Regions from separate parts of the Mus musculus genome. Here region 2 is linked to region 1. A link is a contact called in public Hi-C data. All regions are on one chromosome and are shown on one strand. Each heading gives the region's core, a stretch centred on a gene start, on an enhancer-like site or on the middle of the called end of the contact. The rest is flanking DNA. Distances are from core to core; before and after follow the strand shown. Region 1 has its middle 58 kb from the start of Vps54. Region 2 overlaps Vps54 (VPS54 GARP complex subunit).

What was found. A called contact is a pair of places that touch in the nucleus more often than the background predicts.
Region 2: a Hi-C map of the G1E-ER4 cell line shows a contact between it and region 1, with 1.7 times the contacts expected there. The contact joins two enhancer-like sites. A contact is called at or near these places in 1 of 15 datasets of contacts at CTCF or cohesin (CD8 T cells), 8 of 484 Hi-C or Micro-C datasets (the Ba/F3 cell line, the G1E-ER4 cell line, the HPC-7 cell line and 3 more), 2 of 115 datasets of contacts at active chromatin or transcription factors (embryonic stem cells and large pre-B cells) and 2 of 9 other capture datasets (adipose tissue and liver).

What each region holds. Positions count from the first base shown.
Region 1 is chr11:21,179,530-21,182,720 of GRCm38.p6, forward strand. No RefSeq gene overlaps it. Among named protein-coding and RNA genes, the nearest start is that of Vps54, 58 kb to the right of the region's middle. Within about 2 kb of position 1,267, at least 71 of the 459 cell types and tissues checked have an H3K27ac peak or open chromatin away from gene starts, as enhancers often do. A contact at or near this core is called in the G1E-ER4 cell line, where this site is marked.
Region 2 is chr11:21,284,689-21,287,757 of GRCm38.p6, forward strand. All of the region lies in intron 7 of Vps54 (VPS54 GARP complex subunit), which reads left to right. Among named protein-coding and RNA genes, the nearest start is that of Vps54, 47 kb to the left of the region's middle. Within about 2 kb of position 1,808, at least 2 of the 459 cell types and tissues checked have an H3K27ac peak or open chromatin away from gene starts, as enhancers often do. A contact at or near this core is called in the G1E-ER4 cell line, where this site is marked.

The DNA.
Region 1 (3,191 bases), core at 17-2,516:
CTACTCTGCTTCCGGTCAGATACTTCACAGATGTAGCTATTTTCAGAGAAAAAACTTACCAGGTTTCCTCCAGAGGCTGCCAGATACTGTGCGGGTATTTGACAAAAGTACCATCCATTCTGTTACCCCAAACCCAGAAAGAATAAAACCAGGCAGCAAGGCATTAAAAAAAAAATTCTTGGAAGATAGAGAAAGGTCTTGCTCACACAAAGACAAGAATAAGGTGATGACGCCCAGTAGCCTCATTTCCAGAATCCTGTCTCTTCTCCTCCACTCTCTACCTCCATCCTGGGTCAGTACTGTGGCCTCTGCCACACAACAAGTATAAAGAACAAGAATGTTTCACCTTGGCCTTCAGGCCGTTTGCCACCCCAGCCGCTTCACTCTTTTTTTTTTTTTTTTCTGTTTTTTTTTTTTTTTTTTTCGAGACAGGGTTTCTCTGTGTAGCCCTGGCTGTCCTGGAACTCACTTTGTAGACCAGGCTGGCCTCCAACTCAGAAATCCGCCTGCCTCTGCCTCCCGAGTGCTGGGATTAAAGGCGAGCGCCACCACGCCCGGTTGTCTCTTCACTCTTAACAGCAATTCTAGGAATGTGACAGACTGAGGACCTAGTTAGTGATTTCAGTGTTGGGTAGACATAAGTATGAGTGAACTTGTGTTTATAAATGAATACCAAACTTCAAAAAAAAAATACAATTAAAGCAAAAGTAGGAGGAAATACAAATAACTTCAGAACAAAAATAGCTTTGAAAAGAAAGCCTCAGAGTGGAAGAAGTAGTCTTCTGAATACAAATGATCAGCCCTGAAACATACGTGCAAGTAACATGCAGATTAAGCAGGCTATATTTAGGAATATGTAGCTCAGCATGTGGCACATGCATTTAATCTCAGCACTTGGGAGGCGGAGGCAGTTGGATTGCTGTGAGTTCAAGACCAGCCTGATCTACACAGCAAGTTTCGGGACAACCAGGGCAACATAGTGAGACCCTGTCTCAAAATAAAACAAATAAAAAACAAAAGCAAAAGCCAAACAAAAAGGAGATTAGACACACACACACGGATATAAGGGGGAAATGATGTAATTAAATTATTAAAATTTTAAAAACAAAAGAAAAACTTTTTTTTTAATGCCCTACTGTCTGGTTTTCATCTTTCTGAGTTTGAGGCAACAACATAGCTTTTGAGGCAAATGTATAGCATATGGTAGCCTCTGGGGAAAACCGTGTTAGTCTCATCTCTGAAAACAGCTGTACATTGCTGCCCACTGTCTACCACTTGCAGGTGCAGAGACAGGAAGTAAAGCTAGCCACACAGGCAGCAAGGACAAGGAGGTCTGGGGGTGTAAGGAAAGCTGTCATGAGTTGCATCAATAGCTAAGAAGAAAAATGAACCCTTAAAGGATCTGGCACCATAGGACATCATTCATGTGTGAGTGTGTGTGGGCTTTCTATCTCTACAGTACCTTGTGTGTGGTGAGGGGGTTGGCCTTATATTACAGTGTGTGTGTGTGTGTGTGTGTGTGTGTGTGTGTGTGTGTGTGATTTCTTTCTCTACAGTATAGTGTGTGTGTGTGTGTGTGTGTGTGTGTGTGTGTGTATTTGCATTTTAGCTGTTTGTTTTTGAGAAAGAGTCTGGTTGTACAGTTCAGGCTGACCTCAAACTTGCAATCCTGCCTCCACCTCCCACCCCCTTGGCATTGGGATTGCAGACATGCACTACCATGTGTAGCCATCAATATTTTATTTATCAAAACATTACATAATCACACTGAACACCTAGAATTCTGTCCTTTTTTCATTTCTTGCCTCTGTGATTTTTCACTATATTTCTTTATAGTGTCACAATCTACTTGGCATTTTAATGTCTCAAGTTTTTATTATGTCCAAACTTACCCTGCTGCTAAAGATTGAGTTTGTTGCTGTTCCCTTGAGTTAAGAGTGAATGGATATCTTTGTAGCAAGCACCTTTCTCCTTCAGTAATTTATTATCTATTATAGTGAAAAGCCCATGGTTGCTTTCAACAAATATCTATTAAACAAAACAAGTTATTTATAATCAATTATCAAGAGTGACGCTATAGGTTAAATATTAAAACAATTCTGGTATAAGCAAGCTGAGTATCTCTTGATACAGATCACTACAAAAAGCTTTCTAAGGGGATTTTACTAATGTGCAAGATCAAAAGATAACACAACTTTCCAGTGATAACATTATTTTTAAATCTTGCTAATTAACAAGAGCTCAAGTTGTGGGAAGGTTGTTGAAATGAAAGGTCACGAAAAGTCTGGGTCACTATGGAAAATGTGGGTCATGTGTCTGGTTGTCTTTAAAGTCTACACTTGACTTCTGTTTAATTTTTCTGATTTAAAGGCAGAGTATGTAAGGAGATCAGTTAACCACCCAAAGTTTGACTTTTCAGTTTTAGGCTGAAGAGCAGAAGTAGCTCCCTTCCAAGGTAAGGGTGGGCTAGAGAGGAAGACCATACGCGCTACAGGAGGCAGCTCCTCAGCTGTCTCCAGGAAAGTCTCCAGCTTCACTGGGAGTTCCCTATAGAATCAGGGGCTTTGTCTCAGACTGGCTGAAGCAAACACTCCAGGTAATTTTAGGGCACATTGAGTCGGAAAAACAATGCTTTTATATAGCAAAATTGCTACTGCCAGGAATGAAGCACAAAGCAAAAATTTAAAGCATGAATATGAATATAAAATAGTAAACAGAGGCAGTAAGGTGGTTCAGCTGATAAAAGTGTCACATACCTACCACCTGACTTTCAGTACCAAAGCCCCACAGTAGAAATGTTGTGAAAAGTATTAAAGAATGTCACCACCCTGCACTATACTCAGCTACTCTCTGCCCCAGCAACCCTGCTGCTTCCTTGGCTAGCCCCATGCAGTGACTGATCCAGGTTCCCTTGCTGCAGGTTTTGCTCACATTCCCATCCGTCCATCCACTCCCCATATATATAATTAAAATATCTGAAAACACCCTAACAATAAACTCAGAGCCATGAATTTGCTATCTGGCTCTTAACTCACAGGCTTAAATATCTCAGATCAGTTTGTAATAACAGTTATAGAGGGACTGGGTCCAAGCCTTGCACTTTTAAATTTTTTGTCTCAATAGAAGAAATTTATACCAATGAAAATAAATTCTGTACCAAAATAAGAAATTATGACGTCAACTTAGTAACT
Region 2 (3,069 bases), core at 558-3,057, 110 kb after region 1:
TATTTTCAGTCAAGAAAATCACTGGTTTGCTCAACTGCTTGGGTTTCAGTTGATTACAATATAGTTGAGTTGACAACCAAGATTAGCCACCACAATATTACTACTTTAGTTGAGTTGACAACCAAGATTAGCCACCACAATATTACTACTTTAAATTATTGTATGAGATTATTAAGCTACATACTTGTATTTATCTTGAGACATGGTCTCACAAGGTCTCCCAGACTGGCCTGGAACTGACTATGCAGGTTAGGCTGGTCATAAATTCAAAAAGATCTGCCTGCTTCTGCTTCTCTACTGTGCCACATGACAAGTCAGCTACATACTTTTTAAATGAACTGCTTAGACATATCTTTGCATGTGTGTTTTCTGCATAACATATTACTTAATAGCTTAATAGATTGCAAGTTTATATCTCTTCCTTATCTGATTTTAAGAATGTATAAAAATGAAGCTACTCAAGATATTTAAGACTATCTGAGGCTGGGTAGTGGTAGCACAGTCCTTAAATCCCAGCACCCCGGAGGCAGAGACAGAGACAGGCAGATCCTTCGCGTTTGAGGCCAGCCTGGTCTACAGAGTAAGTTCCTGAACAGCCGGGCTTCACAGAGAAACCCTGTCTCCAAAACAAGACAAAGCAAACAAAAAACCCAAAGACTGAGAACCTCATATTTACACCAGAAATTTTTATTATTTTAGTTAGAAAATCTTAGTAGGTACATTCATACGAATTCAACACTAGATTTTTTTTTAAAAGGTGGGATTTGTTGAAGACTGTCAAACCCAGAGTTAATATATACCCGAGTATTGGTTTCTAATCTAGATTAAAAGAGAATCCATGATCTCTACAAAAATATTAGCATCTCCATAATACTGGAGTGGGCTAGCAGTATTAAATTTACATATAAATATATATTGTGTCTTATTACTGTAGTTAAAAAAATTGAGAACACAAATACAGAAGAAGATAAGGGAAATCAAGAAGATTATAGGAAATACTGTGTAACCTATGAGCCATCAATAGGTGGCTTTCTTTTTTCTTTGCAAACCCTACCGACTCCTGAATTATTTAAGATACAAATATTTTGCTTCAGCCATAGTATTAAATGTATTTTTAAAAGATGAGATTTAAAAAAATCTCTAATGTCACTGATATCTTTAAATAGCTAGTTGTTGATGACATGTCTCCATTTGTCCCCAATTTTTATAGTGTTTGGTTGAAATATATAGCTATCTAAATAATATCTACAGAGCAACTGGCTGGTATTTTCCAAGTGTCTTTTGTTATAAAGCTTTATCTTTATTTTCTCCTCTTCAGAGTGTTCTTTGAGAACTCCATCCTCATGCTCTCATGTTTCCCTTCTATTTATGTTTTCTGGAATTGGAAGATGATTAGATTTTCTTACAGGAGTGCTGAATATGGAACAGTGCTAAGTCTGAGCACACATGCTCTCATCATTATTGTTTATTAACTGGACTATGCCTGTAGAGAGATCCCTCCATTAACAATTATAGTTGATGCTTTGAAAACACACATTTGGAATTGTGAGTTTAAGAAAGTCTTATAAGAGTATTGCCTAAAACTATTTTTAGAACTTAGAAAAAGTTAAAAATGTTATAAATGTATGGGATATATGTAGACAGTAGATTATCATTTCCTATCATAAAGCACAAACCTTTACAGAAAGTAAAACTTGTCAAAACTTTCCTGGTAGTGTACAGCTGTCCATGGCTTCATTCACAGTTGAGACGTGGACAAGCATAAAGATGTTAGCGTTAACTGCACAAGCTGCATTGTTGCTGTGGTGGGTGCTCAGTGCCAAGAACATCTGCTTAAAACTGTGACACACATAACTCCTGTGCAAGTCAGACATGTCTCCAGAGCATCGCTTATCACAGTAAAAAGGAAATCTTTCAGCTGCTGGTTTACCAAGCCAGCTTAGATAAATCATTGAGAACCTGCCTCAAAATAAAAAGTGAAAAGATAGTGGGGAGATAGCTCAGTCATAAAGACCTTGTCTGTAGCATGCATGAGATCCTGTGTTCAATGCCCAGTAATGTAAAAGGGAAAAGGAAAAAGCAGCCTTTCTTACATGTTTTTCACATTACAGAATACAAAGTAAGTGTTAAATTAAATTATGTTGCTGGTTCGGCTTCTGGTCAGCAGTAGGGTACTAGTATTTGAAAAAAGATACAGATTTTGGGAGGTCGTCTTCTTTTCCTTCTCCTCCTTTCCTCCTTCTCCTTCTCTTCCCTCCTCTTCCCTCCTCCTACTCCCTCCTCCTCCTTTCTCCTTTCTCCTCCTTCTCCTCCTCCTCCTCCTCCTCCTCCTTTTTCTTCTTCCTCCTTCTTCCTCCTTCTTCCTCCTCCTTCTTTTTTTTTTCCTAATCCCTGAACTGCTTGCTAGTCAGCTACAATTGGTTAATCTGAAACAGCTCCTGTAAGGAAAGGTGGAATAAACTCTATAGACAATTTGTCTTCAGCTAGCGGATTTGAAATGGTAAATTGGGAATCCAGCATCTTTGTATGGTAGCTGATAAGCTGTTCTTAAATCCTTATGCTAAGTAATGGATTTAGATTTATAAGCATTTGATGTTTTTAAGTCTTTTTTTTTAAAAGCTTTTTGCTATTTTTATTTTTGTAGATACTCAGATTGTCTGATGTTTTATTGGTGGTTCTACCAGTTTCTTGAGTCCTTTTAATGAGTCCATGAGAAATAACTTGAAAATGTGCTTTCTTTGTGCTGTGACAGCATACTTACACATTTTTTATCTTGGATATGTAAGCTGTCACTGCTTTATGGATTCTTCCTTTTAAAAAGAAATTTAAATGTTATTATTCCTGTGTGTATGTGTGTATGTATGCGTATAACTTCTAGGAGTCACTTCCTACCTTCTGGCAAGGTCTTGCTGTTTCTCTTGTTCTAGTTAGCCCAGTTCTTTTGAGACAGTTTTCCTCCTTTCTAGTTGTAGGAGTGTTGAGATTATAGATACACAACATTGCATCTGGTTTTCTTTTTTGTCCCCCACTGCACAGGGTTTCTCTGTGTAAACCAGGCTGTCCTCGAAC